Linked DNA regions of Bombyx mori: region 1 is linked to region 2. The links are chromatin contacts, called in public Hi-C maps. All regions are on one chromosome and are shown on one strand. The core of a region is the stretch at or near the end of the contact, and the rest is flanking DNA. Distances in the headings are between cores, read along the strand shown. Region 1 holds the start of LOC101735419. Region 2 has its middle 6.6 kb from the start of LOC101735692.

Region 1 (3,319 bases), core at 778-3,277, 49 kb after region 2:
CGGGCTAACCTGGCCCGAAGTAAAATGCGTGACCCAAGAACGATCACAATAGCGTAGTACTATTATAGCCCTCGCCTGGAGGACGTTTAAGCAACAAAAAACCATTTATTTTTGACTTGACCCACTGTTTACAGCTTGAAAAGAACATGGAACTTACTATATGGCTTACTATATGGCTTACTATATGGCTATTTACTTACGGTAATGGCTTCTGTAACGTATACAATAATAAATAACTGTACCCATCCGCTTCGCTGGGCATTTAAAATTAACATTATTATTTCTCACCCCCACAAAGATTCTCATCGTTAACGCCCCCGCAACTGGTGTAGGGAGTCCAGCACTCATATAAATATTAGCCTATCCATTAATTACATGTATTTTCTACATGTATACCAAGTTTCAAGTCAATCGGATGCACGGTTCAATAGTTATAACCGAACATACATAACCACTGTAGATTTATATATTAGTATAGAAGAATAGATATCGACTATAATGGCTTCTGTAACTTATAGAATAATTTAGTTTTAGAATTACATGTTTAATGAAAAACCAAATAGAGCTATTTCACTTTGACCCCAATCCTTTCTCAAGACCATCAGGTGGGCCGTACGCTCATCTGCCTAAAAAGGCAATAAAAAAAATTAAAAAAAAATAACCGCCTACACGTCGTCTTCATGGGTCTCTCTGCCGATCCTTAGACTGGCCTAGGAAGGAGACCAGAATTAGGACGAGACCCCTTTCTCGGTCCTCAGCTTGATGCGGAGAGAGAAAAGCTTTTTCACGCTGTCTTGCCGGTTTCTACAAGATGCACTTACAGTAGTCGACTACCGCCCAAGGAATGATTACTATATATCCTTATTAGAAATCTATATATAGGTATATACTTTTTATTTTTATATTATGGCGGTAGTCATCATACAACACGAGATATTTGACAAATGCATGAATCTCGCTTATGACATTTTCAATAAGCTTGCATATACACGAGTTCCGAACAACAACATTCGGTCGCTGGAAGATCCTCCCTTTGTCTTATACCTACAAATATATGAATTATAAATTTACTTTGAGAATTTAACAACGTGTTATTTTTCCCTTGGCTGCGTTTAGTTACTATCGCGGTGAATTTTAAATTTGAACATCCGTGCCTACCTTGTTTATTCAGTGAATTTGTTTCAAGGCTTTTCCACTGAACAGACGTGCGCGGTTCCCTGGTTTTGCCTGTGTGCTTTTACAAAGTGACTTTATTAGTCCCTCGTCATCTCTGTACAATGAACTTCCATCATCGAAGCGGTCACTAATTTAACATTCACCATAATTTAAATGTAATCTCAATAATAACAATAAAGTAATAATAAATTTAAGCTACTTTTCTCAGAACCGAATCGCAGAAAACGTGCCAGATAATAAATAATACAACCAAACGACTTTCGCATAAAAAAGTCCCCGGTCACCGTCCTCGTCGAACCCGTCTCTTGCGACTAAGGGCTCGACAAGCGAATTAACCCATAGACACAGCCCACTGAGTGTCTCGTCGGATCTTCTCAGTGGGTCGCGTTTCCGATCCGGCGGTAGACTCTGCGAAGCACGACTCTTGCTAGGGCCAGTGTTAGCAACACTCCGGTTTGAGCCACGTGAGCTCACCTATACGTTAGGGTGAAGCTGAAATAGCCTCTCAAGGCTATCAGCATAGGAAAAAAAAAAGCATTAAAAACCTAGAACCATTTTCAGACAACTAAGCTCTGCTAGATAGACATAAATATATCAAGAGTCTGCCAACAATCATTCATTTAGAACAAAAGCGATTTAATAAACAAACAATTTGTACTTTTCTTCAATAAACAAAAGGTTTTAACTCGCATAATTTACACAACTGTAATTCAAATGCAAATGTGGCGATAAATGGAAGATTTATTGATGTATGGTATATTAAATTAAAATGTAAATTTACACGCTTTGACAATTTTTTTACACAAACAGAATCTGTTTTAAAACTTATCATTCGTTCGGTGACTATGTGCTCAGTAACTCCGTTCACAAAACAAGTGAGTTCGAACTTTATTTTGCATTATATTTAAGAAAGAAAGAAAGAAATCATTTATTCGCCAAGCATAGTGAAAATGAGTTATTACATAAATTAAAAGCAGCGTGTATGCTTTGTCATTATTTGACATGCGAGTTTTAGTGCAGTGCATAGTTACAATATTATATAATTTACCATTCATTCATCCATAATTCAACTAATAATAAAAAATCCATTTATTTTCAATGTCATCCCTAAGAAAATCATTTATGTGGTAATAATTTTCACTAATAAGATTACCTTTTAGGTTTTTTTTTAAATTAAAATCATCTAAGTCTCTTAATTTCTTCGGTAGTTTATTAAATATCCTAACGCTCATACCTAGTATACTATTATTCTTTAATGTAGTTTTGGTTTTTGGAAAACATAGCTTATCGTCGCGTCGATTTCTGTTTGCCACATTAGACATCTTAGTGAATCTATTGGGACAAGTTTTAACAAAAGATGCAACTTCGTATATATATAGACAAGGAAGGGTAAAAAGTTTATGCTTTGCAAAATATGGCTTGCAGCTGTCGGCTATTGCCAATCCAAACATAGACCTTAAACACCTTTTTTGTGCCTTAAAAACTTGATCTTTTTGCGTTGAGTTTCCCCAGAAAATTATTCCATATCTTAGACAGGATTCAACTACACCACATTCCGATAGAGGCACCCGTCACGTGCGGACGTGCTCATCGTCCACTCGATCGCCCGGTCTTTGTTCGCCCGGCTTTTGTTAGCCCGGCCATTGTTCGCGCGGCCTGTGTTTGTGGTACATCTGCCGACTAAGTGCTCTTTCTGGAAGTTTTTATTTGTTTTGTTTCCTTTTGTTGTTTCTGTGTTCGTGGTACATCTGCCGACAAAGTGGTTTCCTGCAAGTATTTATTTGTTTTGTTTCTTTTCGTAATTTCTGTTTTGTTGTGCTTTTTCTTTGTCCTGTAGTAATCGCGCCGCATTGCCACCTGTGTTCAATAGAACCGCTCAGGTCCGAGAAGTTGGGGCCTCGCCGCAAGGCGAGTGTTTTCAAGACCCGGGGCCGCCCCACCTGGGTACTCAGCGATCATGGACGCTGTATTCGCGGAATTCCTCCGACTTCGCCACCCACAGCTCGCCTCGGAGTTTTTGGCCTTCAAGGCCAATCACACTGCGAGCCCTCTCGAGGACTCCGCCGCGCTCGCTGCTCCTGCGTCGCCTGTACCTGCGTGCAGAGCTTCTGCATTGAGCACCGCAGCCTCTGTCGTGCCTGCC
Region 2 (3,713 bases), core at 391-2,890:
CATAGCCTTATCGAAGTATCGTTCCGACGCTGACTTCATGTATTTCTGTATAGATTCGAGGCCCAGGTCGTCGTGTAGGTCAACGTTCCTCACGAACCACGGAGCTCCGACAGCTAACCTGCAAAAGCGGGATTGTAGAGATTGAAGGGTGTCTATGTGTGTGCGGGCCGCGTGAGCGAACACCACACTCGCGTAGGTCATGACGGGCCTTATGCAAGTTTTGTAAAGTGTCACCTTGTTCCGAAGGGACATTTTACTCCGCTTACAGATCATGGGGTAGAGTCTACCGAGAATAAACGCGGCACGGTCACGGACTGATTTTATATGCGGGCGGAATGTCATCGATGCATCCAGGGTAACGCCCAGGTACTTGACCTTCCTGGCCCAGGGTATGGATTGACTAAAGAGAGTAATCGGGGGTGACTCGTAATCTATGGGTCGTAATACATATTGTGAATTTTTATTATAATTTTCCTTTATTTTAATTTTTTTAATATTCAATATTATGTTTACTTTATCATCCGATAATTTGTAATAAACAGTCGCAATTTGGATTTGACGGCAAATGACATGTAAATCGGTGCTCTTATTTATTAATATTTACTTACCTATTTATTTATAAGTGTATTTATGTATTATTTTTTCCACCTTATCCCACTAGGTAGGGTCGGCACGGCTAATTTTTCTATTCCATTCTCTTCTATCAGCCGTCATCTCACCGACCTTAGAACTTATATCTCAAGGTGGGTGGCGCATTTACGTTGAGAATGTCCTTGGGCTCCAGTAATCACTTAACACCAGGTGGGCTGTGAGCTCGTCCACCCATCTAAGCACTAAAAAAAAATACTAACTCCTCTCTCTCCCATATCGTCATTCACACACTCCATCCATGTCTTCTTCGGTCGACCTCTTCCCCCTCTACCTTGCACTACCATTTCCATACATCTTCTAGTCACATGCATCTCCTCTCTACACATCACATGTCCATACCACGCTAACCGTCCGCTCTTTAATTTGTTGATTACCGGGGCTACTTTCACACTTCCTCTGATGTACTCGTTCTTTATCTTCTCCATTCTTGTCACTCCACACATTCATCTCAACATTCGCATCTCTGTCGCATGCATTCCTCTTTCATGCTTTACTTTCGTCGCCCAGCATTCAGGTCCATACAGCACGACAGGTCTAATGATCGATTTGTAAATTTTTCCCTTGAGCTGAAAGGGCATTCTACGATCGCATGCTGTTACAGAGACCTGTCGCAATTTCACCCAACCAGCGCTTATTCGGTTTTGCTACGTTCCGGTCTATGTTTCCGTCGTTCTGGAGTATAGAGCCGAGGTACTTGAAGTCGGAGCAGACTGGGAGGGATACACCATCTAAGGCGATTGGCGTGAAGTCTGAAGAACCACCAAAATCACAAAACATGTGCTTGGTTTTTGTTCGACTGATCTTCATACCCACGTTTTCCAACCTTTCTTTCTATTTTGCCAGTCTCATCCATGCCTCAGGCCTTTCCTCTCCAACGAGAACAATTTCGTTAACAAACAGCATACACCAAGGCGCCTCTTCCTGTATGTCCGTTGTTAGAGCATACATTATTAGGATGAACAGGTAAGGGCTTAAAAATGATCCCTGGGGTAAGCCTACCACCACACTGAACTCGTTGGTATCGCCAGCGGAGCATACGTACGTACTGGTTCTACCGTGCGTAGCTCGAATAAGCCGCTGGTATTTCCCTGGCACCCCTCTCACTTTCATGTTTCACCACAGAACCTTACGGAAAACCCAATCAAACGCTTTTTCCAAATCAACAAACACCATGTGCATGAACCCGAACTGATTCTGTGATACTTCACTCTCTTCTCTCATTCTGCTCGCTATTACTTTCTCCCAAGCTTTCGTACTATGTGACATGAGCTTTATTACCCTATAATTGTCGCATACCTGTATGTCACCTTTGTTCTTAAATACAGGTACAAGTGAACTTTTGCACCACTCGTCAGGCATGGCCTCTTCTTGGAACAATTTATTCAAGAACAAAGTCAGCCACGTTCATCCATCCACTTTCAGAAACTTCCACACTTCTATTGGGATACCATCTGGTCCAGTAGATTTTCCATTCTTCATATCTTGTACAGCCTTTCGTACTTCTTGCATACTTATTTCCCTTGTTTTCTACAGCCTTGTTTTCTTAGCCTATTGCACATTTTCCAAATTTAAAGAATAAAGTGGTATAAACTCCCGACCAACGTCAAATATGACGTTATTATGAACTCTAAAGTAACTGGCGAAAAGTATTGTGATAAAGAATTTGAACAATCCGATATCTACGACAATAAACAACCTAATAATTGGTGGCGAGATAAAAATTGAGAGATAATTCACTGGGTGGATGTAATGGGGGTTAAAGCGACACATTTGCAGAAAAATAAACTGTTTTTTTAAATACAATTTTGAAGACGCATATCCCGAACTTGATACTAATCCACAATCTACTTTAAATATTAGACAGCGAGGATGTAAATGAACACATGTTACACCTACAGTTCCAGGTAATAATATTGAGTTGCAACAAGCCTACCACCAGCCCATTCTAATCACCAAAGCTTTACACATATATCTAATGAGTGTATGTAAAAGTGGCGCTATCCCACGATTTTATCATTCCTTTTATGATTCGTTAGCATTTACTGAAAATGCGGAAACAACAGACAAAAATGTCAAGGATAATTGTTGATTTCAATGTATGTTTCTATTGCTTTTTATTTAGAATTTCGCATTGATTTTGTTTAATCAACTATTCATCTCATTCAATTTTCAATGAGTGTTTCTTACATTCCATTTGTATAGTTGACTAGCTGTACTCGTCCGCTTCGCTGGGCATTTAAAATTAACATTATTTCTCACCCCCACAAAGATTCTCATCATTAACGCCCCCGTAACTGGTGTAGGGAGTCCAACACTCATATAAATATTAGCCTATCCATTAAACGCATGTATTTTCTACATGGATACCAAGTTTCAAGTCGATCGGATGCATGGTTCAGTAGTTATAGCGGAACATCCGTAAAAACCACTGTAGATTTATATATTAGTATAGATTATGGCTATAATTTGTGTACAGTGTATTTAAATATCATAAATATAATTTAAATTTAAATTAAATATAAAATATGTTTTAATACAATATGTATAATATTTATGATTAAATTCATGATTATAAATTTATTTCAAGTAAAAACCTTGATTTATTATTTTTTAAAGGTCTTTTTGTTTTGAACGGTATTATGAAAAAGTTGTTGTTTAATTTTCTATTCAGTACTGTATTTTATCTATACGGTATTTCTTGGATATAGAAAATAATAATTACTATAATAACTCGGTTACGATATATTACGTTCACTAGCTATAATAATAATTAACGTTATAAAAGTCAATAGCGTGTTGTTACAATTCAACACTTTTCACACAAGCTCTTAAATTTACCACAATAATTCCGTAAGTTACTATTAGGTACAGAACAATGAAACTTTTCTCGATACTGTAAAAAATAATTTTCATATTGCAGCCAACAGGAAGCATATAATTTAAATCATATGGCAAAATAGTATTTCATAAAAAATTAGCTTTCATTTGCTGTATCAATGACCGTAATAGTCCCAGTTGTTAGAAAGTTATTCAAGAAAAACAGTAAATCATTTTTCCTGTAA

The links. A called contact is a pair of places that touch in the nucleus more often than the background predicts.
Region 1: a contact with region 2 is called in a Hi-C map of posterior silk gland, with 1.7 times the contacts expected there. The contact joins the promoter of LOC101735419 here to the enhancer-like site in region 2. A contact is called at or near these places in 2 of 7 Hi-C or Micro-C datasets (middle silk gland and posterior silk gland).

What each region holds. Positions count from the first base shown.
Region 1 is chr27:9,716,411-9,719,729 of ASM3026992v2, forward strand. It overlaps LOC101735419, which reads left to right and starts at 2,028. Exons shown (of 4, transcript XM_062676664.1): 1 at 2,028-2,051.
Region 2 is chr27:9,668,256-9,671,968 of ASM3026992v2, forward strand. No RefSeq gene overlaps it. Among protein-coding and RNA genes, the nearest start is that of LOC101735692, 6.6 kb to the right of the region's middle. Within about 2 kb of position 1,641, at least 1 of the 8 cell types and tissues checked has open chromatin away from gene starts, as enhancers often do.